Linked DNA regions of Anser cygnoides: all the other regions are linked to region 2. Evidence: chromatin contacts called from public Hi-C data. All regions are on one chromosome and are shown on one strand. Each heading gives the region's core, a stretch centred on a gene start, on an enhancer-like site or on the middle of the called end of the contact. The rest is flanking DNA. Distances are from core to core; before and after follow the strand shown.

The links. Hi-C and Micro-C count contacts between places; a contact is called where the count stands out from the background.
Region 1: a contact with region 2 is called in a Hi-C map of liver, with 4 times the contacts expected there. The contact joins the enhancer-like site here to the promoter of MBTPS1 in region 2.
Region 3: a Hi-C map of liver shows a contact between it and region 2, with 2.0 times the contacts expected there. The contact joins the promoter of PRMT7 here to the promoter of MBTPS1 in region 2. A contact is called at or near these places in 2 of 7 Hi-C or Micro-C datasets (both in liver).

What each region holds. Positions count from the first base shown.
Region 1 is chr12:14,231,539-14,234,274 of Taihu_goose_T2T_genome, forward strand. No RefSeq gene overlaps it. Among named protein-coding and RNA genes, the nearest start is that of OSGIN1, 4.9 kb to the left of the region's middle. Within about 2 kb of position 1,338, at least 1 of the 3 cell types and tissues checked has open chromatin away from gene starts, as enhancers often do. A contact at or near this core is called in liver, where this site is marked.
Region 2 is chr12:14,100,081-14,102,819 of Taihu_goose_T2T_genome, forward strand. It overlaps MBTPS1 (membrane bound transcription factor peptidase, site 1), which reads left to right and starts at 1,430. Exons shown (of 22, transcript XM_048078668.2): 1 at 1,430-1,922. The coding sequence starts at 1,736.
Region 3 is chr12:14,324,722-14,327,525 of Taihu_goose_T2T_genome, forward strand. PRMT7 (protein arginine methyltransferase 7) reads left to right here and starts at 1,382. Exons shown (of 18, transcript XM_067004675.1): 1 at 1,382-1,560; 2 at 1,869-2,031; 3 at 2,789-2,804. The coding sequence starts at 1,913. SLC7A6OS (solute carrier family 7 member 6 opposite strand) reads right to left here and starts at 1,360. Exons shown (of 5, transcript XM_013192357.3): 1 at 1,202-1,360; 2 at 270-647. The coding sequence starts at 1,360.

The DNA of each region.
Region 1 (2,736 bases), core at 88-2,587, 130 kb after region 2:
CAGCTCTGAGGTTTTAGATTACTCCTGTTCATGCTGACAAAGCCAATGTGCTGCCCTTATTCATGGTGACAAGGCCACAGTGATCACTTGCCTCAACTTCCTTCTCCCTGACTCATTTATTAGTCTACGAGCACGTTCACCTTACCTTTGCCCTTATTCTAACTGCCCCATTCAGGGTGTTTTATTAGACCTCAAAATACCAAGCAGTGTCTGAAAAAATCATGTTTATATTATAAGGCAGATTTTAACTGCCTCTCACACACAGCGATCAAACAAGGAATATGCGGATGGAAGTCTCCTTGTCATGGGTAAGTAACAATCCGCTATTTCCTACAATTCAGGTTGCCCAAGAACTTGTTCAAGATGACTCTCAATATAAAGCTCAACTGCAAGAAGTACGGGACTCACGCCAATAGCACCCACAGGATCACAAGCACACTCCCCTCACTTCCAAATTAAGTTTGAGTATGTTGCACTGCCTGTTCAAAGAATAACAAAGACTCAGATCTGAGTGAAAGGTGTTCCAATATTTTGCTGAAGTAGAAGGAAACACCCAATCTCAGAACATCTCAGAACAAGTCTGAGATGCTGTTAAAGACTCCCAGAGAAGCCAGAAACCTGTTACTCTGCAAAGACATCCAAGTTTCCTAAAATAATGATTTATACTAGTTCAGAAAGCATTGGCACCTGATCTGCCCAGGGACATGATCTATCATTGACCTACACATCCCCAATAAGATCAATTGTAAGCAGTGAATCCTAGGAGGAATTAAAAAGCTTTCATTCTTGTCATGGATGAACTCAGTTATAAACCTTGTTTATAGCTCCCTGGATGTTCTCTGTTTACTGTCCAACGGTCCCAAAAGCACTGTTTGTCAATTCATGGCATCACCACGGTCGCCTTACAGTAGCACACAGAGCTTTACTTCAGTCAGGCCGTGCCTCTCAGAGCACTTTTCAGCCATGCCTATATATTAAAAGTGTTAATTTAAATTTGACATCTGATTTTAAAAGCAAGGGTAGAAAGATTTAGAAGTTGTGTCTTAACACAATCATTCTAAAATAAATCTCTTTTCCTGGTCTTTCTATGGCAAGTGGGAAAGATACGGCAGAATAACAGAAGAGCACATCTATCTGAAACCAAGTTTACATCGTTGGTTAACAAAAACATGACCTGATAGATAAAAAACAACTCAGATACTTGGGTTATCTCCAGACTTGAGTGACATTTGATAGGTCACTTGAGTTCTCTGAACTTCTGCTCTGATTGTAGTTATATCGCATGGGCATGGAATATTTTTCAAAGCATGTTTATACAGCATTGAGAAAAATTAGATTGCAATCCCTTTTACATCTTCAAAAGCTAATACAAACAGTTTAAACAGATCATTTCTAGAGACCTGTAATGATTAACATGTGATTTTTTTACCACATAATTAGAGACCTTCTTTTCCAAATATGTAAGTATACCTTTCATGACTCTGGATGAGTAATCTGAAAATCCCAGCACTTGGTATATTAACATCAGAATAGAAATTTAACATATTCCGGTATTACATTTTCATGGTTTCCTGAGGGCTTTTAAAGTTGTATACAGTTACATTTGTATTGAATCAATAAAATATGTTCCTCTCCATAAAAACACTGCCAGTCTTCCTGTGGTTATTTCATTGTCATGTCTCTACACCAAGCATGGTCCTTGTGAACTCTAACTGACACGCTCAGAAAATTTCTGGCCACATATCTGTACTAAATGGCCTGCAGCCATACCTCTTACAGCTTTGATCTGGTACAGCTTCACAACAGGACTGACCTGCCAAATTTAGATGGAGATGTCCAAGGAAAACAGCTGAACAAACATTAAGGTGAAGTGGGAACATCTGATGTGACTGCCTTTAGAGAGTCTGTACCTGGAGATACAGGTCTCCATTCTGATATCAGTCTTAAGATGCTGGAAAAAAATAAAAATCAAAGGCAGCATGTTGCAAATGGAGATAAACAATGCAGTATGCTTTCCCGGACATTAGTACTGAACAGATTCCATCAGGATACTTGAAGTGCCATCTTGTGGAAGGTCAGCCTGAGCTACTGAGCAATATCAGCAAATGAACAACACCGAAAACATTAAGTCTAGTTACAGATTGTGGTCCAATTCAGGTTTTATCGTTAGAGCTTGTCCACTGTGGAATTAGCAAGATAATAACATTCAACAAGATGCTGGCTCTTAGTCTGCTATTATTTGCATTATGCAAATAATATATTATTTCACAGTATGAATATTGTGAAAGTACTGTATGGGTTGATCAGAAACCATTCCACTGTAGCCAAAACGCTAAAGAAACAATAGTTGGTGTGAAAAAAAAAAGAGGAAAAAGTGGTTCTATATACGCTATACACGCTGCAAAGAAGGTAAGAAAGTTCCAGCAAAAAGTTAATATTTTTCTATTTTACATATCACACCCACTTTTCCCTACTACAACACTGAGCTTACAGAAACCCTACAACATTCTGGTTCCGATATCAAAACTGTTCAGTTAACTGTTATCAGTACTGTTTATGCAGAGTGATAAGGCATCCTCTTCTGATTTCAAAATATATATACAAGTTATTCCAAACATAACTAATTAGTTTATTACTGATACTAAAGCATTTATTAGAAAGTTCAACGTACATTTTACATTACAGCATTTATTATTAGCTCCACCTTTTACTTCTCAACTACTAGAAATGCTTGTC
Region 2 (2,739 bases), core at 180-2,679:
GTCTCCGCTGGGGGTCCCAAATTTTTTTTGGGGGGGTACGTGCCTGGGGGCTGCTTTTTGGGGTCCGGGGGTTGCTTTTTGGGGCACGGACAAATCCCCAGCTCTCTGTGTGTTACGAGGGAGTCACACGCTCCGGGTTGTCAGCACACTGCTCCTTCGCTCGGGTCACCCTCGGATGCCATAGTTGTGTTTATTTTATTTTATTCATCTCTGGAGTTGATTTTTGGTTTTATTGCCGCGTGGGTTGTTAGCCCGCGATGTGATAAGGTGTGCAGAGTGCAGCCGAGCTCAGCAGTTAGGGTCCTGTGACTGCCTTCAGCTTAGGGATGAAGAGAAAACTTTGTGATCGCAGCCTGGTCTGGTGTTATCCCTCAGGTGGAAAGAAATGGAAATGCTGTTGCTGTGACAAAGAAATACTCGAGGGTTTTAAATAAGAGGGAAGCACCAGATGTCACGTGAAAACTTGATGCATTTTGTTCAAGGATTTGCTCTGGGATTGGCCCGCTATTCTCCTAAATGGTGTGAGGTCCTTAATAAGGTTCCTGCTTTTCAGTCCTGGTTGCTGCGGGAATGTGTTGTTCTCTGTGGCTTTTCCACGTGGTCTGGCAGACCAGACAAAAATGTTTCTCTTCCTTCATATTTTAATGGCTTTTTAATTATCAATTGCTGGTTAAACATTAGGAAATCTTTTTTCCTTTTTTTTTTTTTTCATTTTCTTGAACATTTCTTCTGCTTTGGAACACAAAGGGAGGAAGCTTCCCTTCCATGTGGAAAACACTTCCAGTGTTTAACTTCACATTACTACAATTCTGATCTCTGCCCTGATGTTCTCAGGTTGTGGTAATGCACCTCAAGAAAACTTGAAAGGCTTCTTTCATGCTGATAATCTCTTTTCAAATATAGGGAGTGCAGATTTGCTTCCTGTAACAGCATTTCTTGTCCTCACCAGCTCCTGAAATAGAACTTAAACCTGATTCTCCTTGTGTCAAATTATGTACCGTAGCAGTACTTTCATCTGCCATATTCCTGATGTGAAGGGAAAAAAAAAAAGCTCTGCTTTTTTGAGTGTCTGGATGCTTTTTATCGTGCTAGTACTTTATTTTGCTTTTTATTTTTTCCTTTTAATGGGCCTTGCGTGTCATTTTGTTCTTCTTACTCCACCTACGCAAAGGGTGGTAGAGTTTGGTTGTCATTGCTGTCTGTTCTGTTGCCAGGTTAATACCTGTGTATTTCACAGATGCTCTGTTGCAAGCCAGGTAGAGACTCCAGCGTTCTTGAAAAATTGCTAAATGAAACACACAAACAACTTTTTCCTTGCTATTTCTAATGCTGACTGCCAAATGATCTTTTGAGATTTCCATGCTATACGTTTACACAAACTTGAAGCTAACTTTTTCCTGTTGCCTAACTATTTTGCCTTGCCTTGCAGGTTGGCTTGCAAACAACTTTGCCAGTTCTTCTAGGGAGTTAACTTTGCCATCAGCAATGGAGTACAGGACTCAGCTACCATATCCCGAGTGACCGCATCTTTTAGTACAAAATGGAGAAGAAGCGTAGAAAGAAATGAGCCTGTTTATTAGGCTTTACCTCAAAAGACCATGAAATCGATACTTACTTTGGACGCAGCTTTAAGAATATCCAGTTGAGCAGCACAGTGAAAGCAGTGTTTACTGAAACAAAAATGAACTAGTTTATAACGAAGAAAAGTGTGATTTGATTATATGGAATTTTTGGAATGAAAGCATTTTCTTCTATGACCATGAAGTTTGCAAACATCTGGTTTGTTCTGGTTGTTATTTTACTCTGTGGCAAACAACACTTCAGTACCAGACTAGGGAATTCCTCCCATGAGGCTCACATATGTCCTGGATGTTCTCGCCTTACTCTAAAAGTGGAATTCACTTCAACAGTCGTGGAACATGGTAATAGAGTTAAGCGTTAAAAAAAATCCATGTGAAGTTCAAGTGAATGTTACTGGACTGTGTTGTTTGTGCAATTGTAATATTCAGAGACTCTGTACAAGTAGATCTGCTAAATTATCTGCATTCAAATTGAGATTTTTTTTTCAAAGGATCTTGGTTTAACCTGGCACAAAATTTGAAGAACATGAAAAGGAAGAGGGGGGAAGTAAAGAGTAGGTTAAAAGTGAAAATAGAGTGGGAAGGCTCAGGTGGGCAGTTCTGGTCTGGTCAGGTCAGGTCACTTTGGTGTGCTTAGTAGCTGTTCACTTTGACCCGCTTGGTGGTGTGGTTAAGGCTTTCATGTCCATAAGTGGGCTACAAAGGAATGAGAAAGACAAGAAATGTGTGGGTTTGTCAAGAAAAAGTTCTGAAGTGATAGTACATTTGTGGGAAAATAGCAAAGATAAGTGCAAGGGGAGCCAGTGAAAGGCAAACTAAGGCTGATACCACTCCTGAAAGGGCAAAGGGGAGCAGCAGAGCAAAGGTGGGTGCTGAATTGGGGAAGGTCTGCAAGGCTGGACAAAGCTAGCCAGTGAAGAGGCAGGAGGAACAAACAATAACAGGGTGTAGAATGCAGTCTGTTGGCATGGGCAGCTCTGTGCCTGCAGAACTGCAGGATGAATTTAATGAACGTGTGGTGTATGAATGGCAGCAGGTTGTGGAGGAAGGATGAGCAATAAGCTCATATCGTTTGTAGTGCTTGCAGGGTGCACAGCTGCCATTTAGGACAACATCTCTGCTGTATCTGAAACTGTGGGGTCACGTAACACGCTGACTC
Region 3 (2,804 bases), core at 132-2,631, 220 kb after region 2:
GTGCAGAAAAAACAGTATTACAAGTCTTTCCTGTAGAGGCCAACTCCATATGGCTTTTTCAACAACATTCTGCACTTCAGGGTCCTCACAGAAGTTGTTTCTTGTACAATGTATTAACTATTCCAACTTACAAATACCTAGTTAAAGCTCCTGTTAAACACTGGAATACTTACGATGCAAAAAAACTTCCACAGCTGTCAGTTTACCCACATGTACCAGTCAACAGTGACATAAAAGTACTCCAAGTACACTTAAGTTTATCTGCTGACCTGTGGGTTTGCTGCAGTTGCACTGGGGTCTTCTATCACCTCGTCTTCTTGTACAATATCAAACAGCTGGAATTTCCCACCACAGTCTGAACTCTCATCAACAGCACTCGTTTCCTTTTGCGAAGCATCTTCTGTTGCTTCAGAGCCTGATCTGTCACTGTCAGTCGATGCCTTGCCATCTGCGGCAGGTGCATTGGCTCCGCTAGCGTTGGGTCGATGGCTGGCTATTACACGGTAACGATTTTCCTTCCTCTTCGCTTCCTTGGAAGAACGGAGCTCCTGAACGATCCGCTGAGTGCTTCCTAAGGAGGGCCGCAGACTTTGCGCTGCTTTGTCTCGAGTGATAACTTCTTGAACATACTTCTGAACCGGCTCGTTCTGGGTAGAGGAACAAGGAGGAGGAATAGAAACAATGACACGGTCAACACAGTAAGGCATACCCCTCGTGCCCCTCACTGGAGGCGATCAGTGACTATTGCTGGCACATCCTAATTGAGATCTGCAATGCTAGTGTTTGCAACAACATTCAAGTCACTCCTATTGCTTCAAGTAATGAAACTGCCATCCTGTTCTCCAGATACAGGAAAAAGGTACAAAATATTTGCAAACTGTAAGGCTGTTCTTATATTATTTAAAGATACATATACTTTATGGTATAGAACTCTTCAAACAAAAACACCTGCCTCAAAAAGACTGACGGTCCTAACTTTAAACCACAACATCCTTTACACCCTCGCCTGTGAAAAACAGCTCCAAGAAAAAAACAGCGAAGTCGCTACTGCTGCGTAGCTGAGCCCCAGCACACCGAGCTGACAGACCCCAGCCCTGAGGCGCGACCCCAGCCCCCCACACCGAAGGCAGGCGCAGCTCCTCGCAGCAGCCGTCCCACTAAGGGAGCCCGCCAGAGCCCCTTGCATCAGCCGCGCCTCTACCTTAGAGGAGACGGTGGCCACCAGCTTGAAGAGGCTCTTCTCCACCTCCGGGGCCCCGCCGGGCTCGGTGCGGGGCCGCTTGCAGGCGAGCAGCAGCGCCCCGGCCGGCTCGGGGCCGCCGCGCTTCCTCTGGACGCGCAGCACGGCGGCCGCCTCCATGGTGCCGCGCGGGGCAGGCCGGGAAGAGGGCGGCCGCTGCCCGCAGGCTCCATGGCGCCGCGCGGGGCACGGCGGGAAGGGGCGGCCTGAGGGGGATCGGTAGCTGCTCGGTTCCTTGAGGGGAGGCGAGCCCGAGGCTGGTTGGGGACGGGAAGAGGAGAGAAGAGGGTCATCGTCTCCCCCCGCAGCTCCTTTCTGAGGTGGGGTAGACGCTGCCTTTTCGCCGGAGCGCTTTGCTATCAGCTTGTAGGTCTGCCCTCAGGCCGTGGGGTTCCCCCGGCATGAGGCGCTTCGCCGCGTGGGGGAGGCGTTTTGCTTTTAAACAACGCCGTTTGGTTGTTTATTTTTCTGTGCTGGGGGTAAGTTTGAGCTTAAAAAACGTTTTTCCTCTTGGAAGGCAGCGATCAGCGTGCTGGCTGAGGCGGGTGTATGAGGGAAGGTATGTGTTTGTGCCCAGAGCGAAAGTAATGTCTGTTTTCACTGGGTTTGTTTGTTTGTTTGTTTACAGACGCTATTTTGAGTGTTATATTGAAGCCAAATCAGCAAAATTGCATGATATATAAACAGAGATTGATCATGAAGACCTTTTGCGGAAGGGCTAACCCGACCACTGGTGCCATGGAGTGGTTAGAAGAGGATGAGAACTACGACTACCATCAGGAAATTGCAAGGTATGCTGGAAAATAACTGTACTATTTGCTTCTCTATCTTTTTTTGTTTTATCTTTGTGGAAATTCGAGGGACATGAGATGAGCACACTGCAGGACAGTCTAAATGTTATGGTTCCTAGGATTTTATGGGGCAGAATTATAGATGTAGAATTTTGTAAAGTATTCTCCAAGTAGTTCCAATTTTTTAAAAATACTTTTTGAGGTTCTGATTTTAATACCAACACTCACCCAACTGTGGCGAAGTATGTTGGCTAAATTTCTTAAAATACATAACACAGCAAATAATTGATGATCATCTGTTCCAGGCTCAAGTGGTTATTAATTTAGCTTAAGAATTATATTGCATTGTGTCCTAAGTTATAACAAATGCTAGCTTTAGCGAGAGGATCTTGGTAACAAATGATAGACCATTATTAGATAGCCTTTCATTGCTTTGTATGGCTTTATATGAATTTCCATATGTCCTGGCTGTTATTTCATAGCTGTTTGGTCTGTGTATTGGATCCACTGCTGAAGAGTGGATACATGCCAGTGGTTAATTAGTTCTCTCATATGCTGATGACCAGACCAGTGAACTGACTTCATTCCTTAGATCTGAGAAACCACTTGAGTCCTTAAAGGGTGTGTCGTGGTTATCTGCATGCTCATGGGCCCTGAGACTCTTTGCATTAATAGGTGAAAACCAAGGAGGTTATATGAGCAGTTGTGTAGTGTTCTGCACTATGTAGTATTTTGATTGGAATTTTATTTATTGTAGATCACGCTACGCAGAC